2 separate regions of the Mus musculus genome follow, and region 2 is linked to region 1. Evidence: chromatin contacts called from public Hi-C data. All regions are on one chromosome and are shown on one strand. Each heading gives the region's core, a stretch centred on a gene start, on an enhancer-like site or on the middle of the called end of the contact. The rest is flanking DNA. Distances are from core to core; before and after follow the strand shown. Region 1 holds the start of Tmem30a (transmembrane protein 30A). Region 2 holds the start of Morf4l1 (mortality factor 4 like 1).

Region 1 (5,593 bases), core at 2,119-4,618:
AGACAGCAGGAATCAGTGTGGGGGAGAACTGCTCACATCCTGTTTACCTTTATTTTATCTCTTTCTTTCTTCTTTCTTTTCCTTCCTTCCTTCCTTCCTTCCTTCCTTCCTTCCTTCCTTCCTTCCTTTCTGTGATACAGTATCATTCATTTAGTCCTATTCTAGAACTCACTATGTAGACCAGGCCCAGAGATCCACCAACCTCTGCTTCTCATGTATGTGGGTGGACCAAATGGGTATCTGATGCTTGCTGAGGCTGCAAGGGGACATGGGATGACTTAGAACTGTAGTTAAAGACAGTTGTGAGCCACCATGTAGGCACTAGAAATCAAACCTGGGTACTCTTGCAAAGGAAGCCAGTGCTCTTAAGTGCTGAACCAGCTCTCCAGTTCCTCCTGTTCACTTTTAATTATCCTCAAAGGCGTTTAGCCTAAGCTAGCAGCTAACAGAAGGTAGAGGACTTAGTGGGACAGCACTTCCTCGTGGCCCAGAGTTCAATCTCCAGCACACACAGAGAATAAAGAACAAGCATACAAACTTGTATGTCGAAAAAGCTCTCTAGGTTTTTCTAATAACTCCAGACCTAATTTGAAATCATTTGCTACATATCCAACACTCAAATTTTAATCATTCTATCTGCATGTGTTGGTGTTAATACAAAATTTCCAGTAACTCCTAATTTTCATTTTCTCTCATTTCAATTATGGCTTTTTGAACATAGCATTATTTTAAATCAAAATTAAGTTGTGAGTCACAGACTTTCAGAAGTGAATGGCATCTTAAGGATCATCCACTCTAAATCTTTGTAGTATTAAGAGCAGCTCACAAAAAAAAGGGTTCCATCACCACCTAGTGAGAGCTGGAACTTTCGCTCTAGGCCAGCTCTTAACTCCAATGTCCCTCTGTGCCACTACAATACACTCTTAAAATCAGGGGCACACTAAGCACAAGAAATTTCCATTTCACTAATCACTAAGTTTACAGAACCTTACTTTACTTTTCAGAACCCAAAAGTTTTAAAGAAAATTATTTTCCAACTGTAGTAAACAGTACTAGTTTTTTAACAATTTAGTAAATATTCATACACAATCTAAATCATCATTGCTTTCATCTTAATATCAAGTTTAAAGGAGATGGTGCAAAGGTCTAATGCTTAGGAGGTATCCCATTATCTTTCCTATCATCTCAGTAAGGGTCATGATGTAGTGTGAGAGTTTACACCTTGGAATCAGGACATTAACACTCCCAACAGTCCAGCCATCCCTCAGGCTGGTCCTTAGCTCTCATCTCCTGCTGATGGGTCATAACGCACATCTATTTTGCATCTAAGTGTAAAATCTTAGAAGAAATTCATTATCCTATTTATTTTAGAGATGAAGAAACTAACCTTCAGAGAAAGTAAGTCAATTACCCCCCCTGAAATCTAATTAAAGCTGCAGAGCTCAGGGTTTAGGTATGACAGGGAACAGAAGTGTTTTACATCCGAGAAGTTTTTTTTTTTTTTTTTAAAACATTCTGTACGTTTGTATAGTTTTCTCCAGTTGAGCATACCTAATCTCAAACTCTACAATCCAAAATATTCTAAAATCAAAACTTTTCTCCTGCCCAACCTGTTTGGCCCAGAGCTTCATTTACATTTTGGAGCATTTTGGGCTACCTTTGAGTATATCACAAGGCTAAAACCACGAAGATAAAATATATACCAAAAACATACGCTGTGAGCTTGCTCTAGTCAAAATAAAATTTAATAAAAGATTTTTAAAATACACTCTAGATACTATTCTTACTGTCATTAATACTGAAGCACTGTGCAGTTAAAATATATATATATATGTGTGTGTGTGTGTATGTATGTATATATATATATATATATATATATATATATATAAACCAGCTTACTTTAGTAAACTGAACAAAGTCACCAAAGTCCCTAGCTAAAATGACTGGGGACGTCCAATTAAATGTAGTATTTATTTTTAAATTAAGTACACAAAAATATATCTTTACAACAGAAGAAAGCAAGGTTACTCAACATCGATCTTGCCAGTTCAAACAGATGAAAACTCCCTTAATTTGATGGAGGACTTGTGGACGTCCAATACTGTCCGCCACACAGTACTCACATCCTGCTATAAACCCATCTTTACTGATGCGGACGGATAAAAATGCAGTGATTACTGCACCAACACAAATCAAAATGTTTCCCTCAGTAGAGTGTTTCTATCACATCTAAGTAGGATATTCCAAAAAAAAAAAAGTAATGCCAGTGAAATCGTTTATAGCTAGTTTCCAACTTATTTCGTGTGGAATCATTGATATGCATATTTTAAAAATCAAGCAGGAGGAATTAGGACCACTGTGGGGCATAATTAGAAATGAATACCGCCTAAAAACAAACCAGAACTGAAGTTTCATGCCTTTAACTATATCGTGGCCAACAACTAAAAATATCTAATTAGCTCAAAATCAAAGTTACTTGTGTGCGCTCTGTATGACTTAATTTCTTCACAGAAGAATCAATACCTTTATTGACTCCGGGTCCTACACCCAACCAATTTGTTAATCTCTGTGTCCCAGAATAACCCCCGCCCAAATAACAACAGTCTGCCCCTGTGAGTTGCCTCAGAGTTAAACACGTAAATCTAACTCTTTTTCCTCTTATCTCCTCCTAAAAGACATTCACTCTACCTCTCGGAAACCCACGCAAAGCGCCTCCAAAAAAAGTCTCGTCCACCCGACATTCTAGCTGTATTCATTCCATTTCCAGCCAGGTAAACCGAGAGCCAAAGGAAGCGAGCCCACAAAACTGCAAACTCAGAAAAGCCACAGAAGAAACCGAGAAGGCACCAGAGGGCGGGGCCCGCCTGTCACCTTCTGGGAGCCGGGGGATCACTGCCACGCCCCTCCCTCACCTCGATCTCACGGATGTTGTTGGAGGTGACGAAGATGCCGATGCCGATGGGGATGAAGATGAGGCCGATGATGAAGAAGGTGGGCAGCACCGTGCCGGCCGTGAGGATGGGCTGCCAGGCGGGTAGCCGTTGCTGTTTGAAGGCCGTGTTATCCGGCCTCCGGGTCTTGGCGGCGCCCCCGGGAGGACCCGCGGGCCCGCCGTCCACCTCATCCTTCGCGCTATAGTTCATCGCCATCGGCCCCCGGGCTTCGGCTCGGCCACGTCCAGCTGGGCCGCCCAGGGGACTTGCGTGCCGCCGACCCTGACAGGAGACGCGCAGTCACCGCTGCCGCTACCGCCTCCGCCACCCGCGCCGCCACCGGGGAGGCGGAAGAGGCGGGACACGCTTCTGCGGCCGGCCGCTGACCGGAAGCGGGCGTCTTTAGGAGACGCCCCAGGGAGGGAGAGAGAGGAAATGGGGAGATGATTGAGGGACGAGGGGAGGGGAGGGGGAGGAGGATGGAAGGGGGAGGAAAAAGACGGACGCACCCTGATCATCTGCCCTGTGACGACAAAGTGAGGGCTTTAGGCCGGGCGCGCGGCTACGTGAGCGCATGCGCGGCCCGGAGCGACGTCTGCGCACTAGGACGGTAGCGTCTTCGCTTCCCCGGGAGGACGCTTCTGTTGGCGCACACTTCCTGTTGTGGTTATCATGGAGACTTCTGGAGCCGTCAGGTCGGACTCGGTGACCTGGGCTACCTGTAATTTCGGCGCCGGGTTGACTTTTCTTATGACGCCTACGCCTCTTCTGAAGGGAGTTGTAGCGTCCTGGAGTCCACATGTTTAAAAGGATGCAGATCCCTATTGAATTTTAACTCGCCACTCAGTGTGCCTCTATGAATTTAAGTGAGGTATAACATGCGACCCATTTGATATAATAATAATAATAATGATGATGATGATGATGATGCAACCTAGTTTAGCCCTAATCCCTCGCTTCTGATCGATTTTCATTTATTTTTCTGTCTACTTCACATTGGTTTGGGAAGGTTATTGTAAAACATGACAGTGATTCTTTTTTTTTAAACTTGGTAATCAAAAACCAGAACATAATACCACTTGTTTAAAAAGGGGTATTAGTTTTAACCTGCCAAGGAAATTCTCGTTGAGACTATGTGTAATGTCAGCCCTTGAAAGGTAAAGGCAGAGTAATTGAAATTACAAGGCCAGTCTGAGCTACTTAAGAGGCCAGCAGGAAATCCATAGAGAACCTGTCTCAATAAATAAACAATAATTAGTAACTCAAAGACACCAAAGCAGTACAGAGAATACAAAGTGTAGAATTCAACTATAAAGCGTAAGATGCTAACCTCCATTGATTGACTGTAGGCAGGATTTTTTCTTTTCTATATTTTACAAATTTTCTTTTATAAGTGTGTAATTTTGCAAATTTACAAAAAAAATGATTATATAGCATCTACATTTTGAAATTGTGTTTGAAATCCAGACTATCTGACAGTACCTACTTTTAAAAAGTCTTTGTCTACAGTTTTGACTTGCTCCAGTATGTTCTTCTGTGATCTTGGATTTCCCGGCCCCGGGTTTTCCAGACAGGGTTTCTCTGTGTAGACCAGGCTCCCCTCAAACTTGTATAAATCCTCTTGCCTCCTGGGTGTTGTAATTAAAGGCCTGGGCCACCACAGCCTAGCTGATCTCAAATTCTTAAGGCCTCTAGAATCCTTAGGTTTGTATCTTGCTTTAGCAGCCTAAGTTTACCTTCAACCCCATTCAAATGGAAAAGAGTCTGTCATAGAGAGGCTTAGCCTGTTGTCTTAAACGTTCTGTTGGGTAAAATGTTCATCACAGTGTTGGGGATAATCATGGAGTCCTTTTTCTTTCTTTTTCCCCACTCCTGTTTAGATTATCACAGTTAGATGTGTTAGTTCCTTTATTTCTACTCTAGAACTCGGTTTAAATAGTGCTACAACTGAACCTTCAACATACAATTGAAAATATTCAGGGGAAAAAATTGCTTCTGAGCTAGTAAACACGGAGACAATTTCTCATCATTATCTTTTAAGTGGTTATTTCCATTGTACTAAGCAGTATAAATAATATAATCAGGAGACAGTTTGAAGGGTGTGGGGGAGATACATAGGTCATTTACAAGAGCTGCATTTTGTATAAGAGATTTGAGCACCTGAGGTTGTATCCACAAGTTTCTGGGACCTCTCCAGGATGCTGCAAGACACCTTAGTTTGCTTTAAAGCTTTGTTGCTGTTGTTGCAGGAGCAGTGATCTGATGGTTCTTGGTGTGCTTACCTACTTCCTGTTTCCTTTGGTTTGCTCAGAGCAAAGATTAACTGTCTCAGTTTTACTAAAAACTTCACTGGGGACTGGGTGATGATTACACACATTTCCTCCCAGCACTCCAGAGGCGGAGGCAGACAGATTTCTGTGAATTCAAGGCCAGTCTGGTCTATGTGAATTCCAGGACAGCCAGAGCTACACAATAAGTCCTTGTCTCAAAAGGTATCCTTTTTGTTTGTTTGTTTATTTGTTTTTGTTTTTGTTTTTCGAGACAGGTTTTCTCTGTGTAGCCCTGGCTGTCCTGGAACTTACTCTGTAGACCAGGCTGGCCTCGAACTCAGAAATCTGCCTGCCTCTGCCTCCTGAGTGCTGGGATTAAAGGTGTGCACC
Region 2 (5,435 bases), core at 2,548-5,047, about 10 Mb after region 1:
CTAGGCTGTTTCAATGAGCCGCAGAGAGAAACAATCCTAGTTCTGGGAACTCACACCCAATATCATCAGCACTTGCAAATCCAGAGAAAATCTGGCTACAGTTGAGACTTGTAGCCATCTGTGCTCACCAAACAAATTGGGAAGGTGTTCTGGACTCTGATCCCATATGATGATAGCAAGTTTATTTTACATTATTTTCAGCCTACTTGCTTTCTACACATTTCACTTAAGTATCCAAACAAGTATGTGACTATAAAATTTAATCTAGTCTAATGCTGGAAAAACTACCACATTAAAAATTACATCATAGGCCGGGCATGGTGGCACACACCTTTAATCCCAGCACTCGGGAGGCAGAGGCAGGTGGATTTCTGAGTTCAAGGCCAGCCTGGTCTACAGAGTGAGTTCCAGGACAGCCAGGGCTACACAGAGAAAAACCCTGTCTCAAAAAACAAAAAAACAAACAAAAAAAAATTACATTATAAAATATAAAAATATATATTATGGGCCTGCCATGGTGGCATACAACTTTAATCCCAGCGCTCAGGAGGAGAGGCTGGTAGATCTCCAGTTCAAGGCCGGTCTGTTCTATACCCAAGACTATACATGGTGAGACCCTTTCCTCACTCTTAAAATGTGCCCTTAAAGCATCTGTTTGCTGGCTCTGTTGTGTGCTAGGCATTTCACATTACTAAGGGATGCATAGGCAATCAAATGTTTGGATCCTTTTCTGTGCTCTTACTTCCCAGTAAGCAGTAAAGAACTCCTTGTGAGTGTTCACAAAGCAGGATCCAAACAGCAGGAACAAGTGTGTAAAAGTAGTGATACATGTTGTTCGCCACCGGTGGAACACAGAACAAACATGTGAAAGTAGAAGGGAGATGCTGATCCTGACCACCTTCTGGATTCCTACCACCATATCTAACGACTCTGTATCTAATGATCTGTGCATGCCATGGGAGCATTCTTCAAACTCATCCTTAGACTCGAGTGATTTTTAAGCTATTTTTTTCATAAGCTTCACCAGAGACCTTTACTGTTAGAATTCTAGAATAAGGTCCAGTAACTTTAACATCATGGCTCTATAAAATTCTGTACCACTCAACTGTTGAAAGCATCACTAAACCTAAGCCCACATTGAATAAAGATGGATAATTGACCAGACTTTCTTTTCCAACAGTCCAAAGCTAAGACCCAAATAAATGGGTAGAACATGCTACTATTAAACAGAAGCACTAAGCTCAGATCTGTGATTACTGATTTCACTCCAGGTTATCTTTTAAACTAATCTGAAATACCTTTTTAAAATTGGCTGCTTCAGCTAAAAACTACACTAAGTAAGGCTCTTTGAATAATGAAAATTTACACACACACACAACTAACTAACTGATGTACATCAGTCTAACAAGTGGAAAGGACAAATTAAGAAGGCAGTTCTCCATCCTCAGATCCACTCTACTCTCAAATGACAAAAATCTTGCCCTGGGCTGATGAATTTTTTAAGAACACACCACCACCACCACCACCACCACCACCACCACACACACACACACACAAGGAACTGAGAAGCATTTCTATTCCCAGCAGGCCCAGTTCCTGGAAATCCAATGCCGCCTTCTGGCTTCTGAGGATACTCACACACATAAAATAATGCAACACAAACATCAACAAAATGGAAAGTTACCACCTTTCACTATCAAAATTCTACCAAGATTTCAAAATAATCCCATCAACACTGTTTCCTTTCTAGATGTTCTCTGGGTTATTATCAACCATTCTTGATTTCTAGTTTCTAACATCAACCAAGGATTTAAGCTTTTGTGCTCTGACAATCAGAAATCTATGGGCCTCTTGGCATGCTCTGCTACATAAAACATCAAATTACAAAGGAAACCAACTGTTTCGCAGAGTTGGCAAAACTACAGTGTACACCATCTTACACTATCTACAAGTGAGGACCAGCCAGCTCAGTGTCTTCCATAGTAGCTAACTCTTCACACTAGTTTTTGAGATGGTCGATTACTTTAGCTGTAGCTCACCCATGGGCTGACTGGACAATGAGCTAACAGAGATCCATCCACCTGCGCAGGTCTCCACACTCCCTGAACCTCCACTGGGTATAGAGCAACACCCCGTTCCCCATACACACACAAGAGTTTCTCTGTATAGTTCTGGATGTCCTGAAAAGCTCTAAGTAGACCAGAATGGCCTCAAACTCAGAGATCCGCCTGTCCTTGTACATCGATTAATTAAAACGTTTCGATTTGGAACTTGAGACTTTTAAAAGTCTGGCACTTTACTGGTTAAACATCCTAGAACAGGAGTTACGCAAGCGCCTGGACCCAGCATGTATGATGATAAACACAGACGGCCGTATCTGGCAGTAACAAGTTTAAAGTGTTCCTTTTTATGCTTATAGTTTTATTTCCTTTAGTATATCAGTAAATCACCTCGACAGATGAGTTGTGAGAACCGAGTAACTGCTTTCCATTAGCAGTAACCGTTCATCAGCAACGTTCTCAGTCAAAGCCAACTAATAAGCGTTAGCTTTCAAATCGCCATTAAAATCGAATACTACTACAACCAGTCAAGCAACTACTGTATTTAAAAATGACAAAGAGGCCATGCATCTCAAGATGGAAACGCCCTAAGGAGGAACTAAAAACTGTTTCCACGAGAACCGCTCGGCAGAGCACAGAGTACTTAAAGGGCCCTGGCGCACAGCTCCAAAAACAGCAAAACGATGCCCTCAGGCAACAGCAAGCCTAGGAACTCGCTCGGGCGGCTCCAGTTTTATTTTTTTTTCTGTCCCCACCCATCACTCAGAGGCAAGAGGAGGAACTGGTCTGCGCGTGATCGCCGTGCCAGGGGGCGCTGCATCTGGCCCGAAGCTGCGTGTAAGCTGCGAGACGCCGGCAGCCATGATGGCGCGGCCATCTTGCCGCGGCCATCTTACAACGCAGTTCTCCCGCCGCGGGGCGCACAGCCCACCCCCCATCCCCTGTCCTCCCAACAGCAGAACTCCACACAACGCCGAGACAGAGCCGCTCGTTTGTCCAACAGCCTCGAACCTTCGGCCCACAGTCGCCCGCGCGGCCCGCGGCCGAGAGCTAAGCGGGGAGGATGCGCTGCCGCTGCTCCCCTCCCCCACGCCACATCACCTCCCAACCGTCGCCGTCGCCATCGCTCACCCGCCCGCCGGGCACCTCCCTTCAATAGACTTTCTCCGCTCTCGGAAAAACAAACAAACAAGCGCCGAGGCTCTGCCACACGCACGGAGATGCCCTCGGCCCTGGCCGTGGCCGGGGGCTCGCTTTCGCGCCACCGAGCACTGTCGCGGATGACGCACTGAGATTACCCTCCGCAGTGCGCCTTTCCCCCTTACAAAGCAAGGCCTGCACGGTTTCCCCCGGCCGCAAGCCCCGCCGACCCCGACCCCCAAACCTCCAGCGCCCTGAGTCAGCCTCTCTCCCGTGCACCGTTAGATGCCTCTCCCCAAAGCGGCACACTCACCCTCCTGGAATTTCGGCTTAGGGTCCTGCTTGGGCGCCATTTATAAGTGATTCGCCGCCTCCTCCTTCTCCCACCACCCCCGACTACCGCCCCCTACTCTCTACCCCACCCAACTCAGCGTCAGACGCGCCGTCGGCCACAGCCAGCTCTACATCCTGGGCGCGATTTGCCAGCGCCGCCTGACCTCACAGCACCGCGACCCGCGCAGCCGCCGCCTCAGCCAACGGCTAACCGCTACGCACACAAGCCTGCGCCCGTGCCGCCCAGAGGCATGCCGGGATTGGTAGTTCGACCTCGGATGACGCCAGCAGGGTGGGGGAGGGGAGTGGGAGACAATTGCCCCCCCCCCACGCCCGCGATCCACCACCGCCCCTGTCCCCAACCCCAGCCCTCTAAGTATCCAGACCCCAGAGGCTTGTTAAAACCCAGATTTTTATTTTCTGTAGGTGACAAAGAGGAAGGAATAAGTAAATCACTAGCTAGTGACGAAAGGATGGGAAAAACTCAAGGGGGGCAGATGCTTAGATAGGAAATGAAGCCAGGTAAATGTGGTGGGGTGTTGAAGTGGCCTGAGGACAGGACTGTCTCTGCAGCCTGAGTTCCACGGCATCACCAGGACTTGGCCTAGGAGAGCGCTGGAAGCCAGAAATGAAGCTAGATGCGAGTGAGAAGGTGATCCTCTCCAGAAGCTTCGGTGTCTAGAAAGCCATGCCCTGTTTGAGGGAGTTGGGGGTTGGGAGGGGGTGGGGGTCCGGTTCCCATGACTATTTGTAGATTGCAGCTTCTGACTCTTGAAGTACTTAGTCTCACTAAAGGGGGCAAACCTGGATTGCTGTCAAAGTCAAGGTTCCATACTTAACCCCTTTGTACCATCTTTTGCCATCTTATTTCTTTGGGGTAGTATTGGATGTATACTCAAAAAAAAAAAAACCCAACCCACAACAACAACAAAACCTCTCTTCACATTGTTCCTATGTTCAAAAACTCCTTAATGTACTCTGCTGTGAAATAACACTGTACCCCTGTACCCACTAAATTACATGAATTGCACACAAAGGATCAGAGCTGTTAATTAGGGAGATAAGTCAGAAAACAGTCACCCTGATATTTGAAGCCCTTCCACACTTTGTAGCTACCTAATTATCCTAGGCAAACCTTTATGTCAAAGCCTTTTCTCTTTTCAACAGAGTCTTACTAAATATATTTAACCCTGGCTTGCCTGGAACTGGCTATATAGACTGAGAGGACCATGAACTCACAGTGTCTAGCTCCTGAAACTCTGTCTCTATTTTTTTTTCAGTTATTTTTTTTTTTTTTTTTTTTTTTGAGACCAAGTTTCTCTGTGTAGCCCTGGCTGTCCTGGAACTAGCTCTGTAGACCAGGCTAGCCAAAACTCAAACATTTACCTGCCTCTGCCTCCCAAGTGCTGGATTTAGAGGTATGCACCACCAAACCTGGTTCTGATGTACTTTAAACTACTTTGTGAAAAGTTTTCTCAGGTTACATTTCAACCAGCAAGTTGAGGATACCTGTTTTCCCACATCCTTGCCACACATGTTATTTCCACTCTCTGATTTTAAATCAACAGAAGTATGTTGTGCAGAAGAAGCTAGGTATAAGAGTGAACATTTTCATCATTGATTCAAAATCAGGACAGCAGCCAGGCAGTGGTGGCACATGCCTTTAATCCCATCACTTGAGAGGCAGGCAGATTTCTGAGTTTGAGGCCAGCCTGGTCTACAGAGTGAGTTCCAGGACAGCCAGGACTACACAGAGAAACCCTGTCTCGAAAAACCAAAAAGAAAAAAAAGAAAAAATCAGGACAGCGTTCAATTGGATGTCCAGGGTGGGTAGAGGGAGATAAATATGAAAGAGGTACTTTTCCACGGGTAACTTTGATGTCTCCATGATGTCGCCCCCAG

Evidence for each region. Hi-C and Micro-C count contacts between places; a contact is called where the count stands out from the background.
Region 2: a Hi-C map of B cells shows a contact between it and region 1, with 5 read pairs. The contact joins the promoter of Morf4l1 here to the promoter of Tmem30a in region 1. A contact is called at or near these places in 2 of 484 Hi-C or Micro-C datasets (B cells and CD4 T cells).

Annotation. Positions count from the first base shown.
Region 1 is chr9:79,790,062-79,795,654 of GRCm38.p6, forward strand. It overlaps Tmem30a (transmembrane protein 30A), which reads right to left and starts at 3,369. Exons shown (of 7, transcript NM_133718.4): 1 at 2,913-3,369. The coding sequence starts at 3,149. It overlaps 4930429F24Rik (RIKEN cDNA 4930429F24 gene), which reads left to right and starts at 3,580. Exons shown (of 3, transcript NR_040734.1): 1 at 3,580-3,804.
Region 2 is chr9:90,111,023-90,116,457 of GRCm38.p6, forward strand. It overlaps Morf4l1 (mortality factor 4 like 1), which reads right to left and starts at 3,798. Exons shown (of 12, transcript NM_024431.3): 1 at 3,514-3,798. The coding sequence starts at 3,553.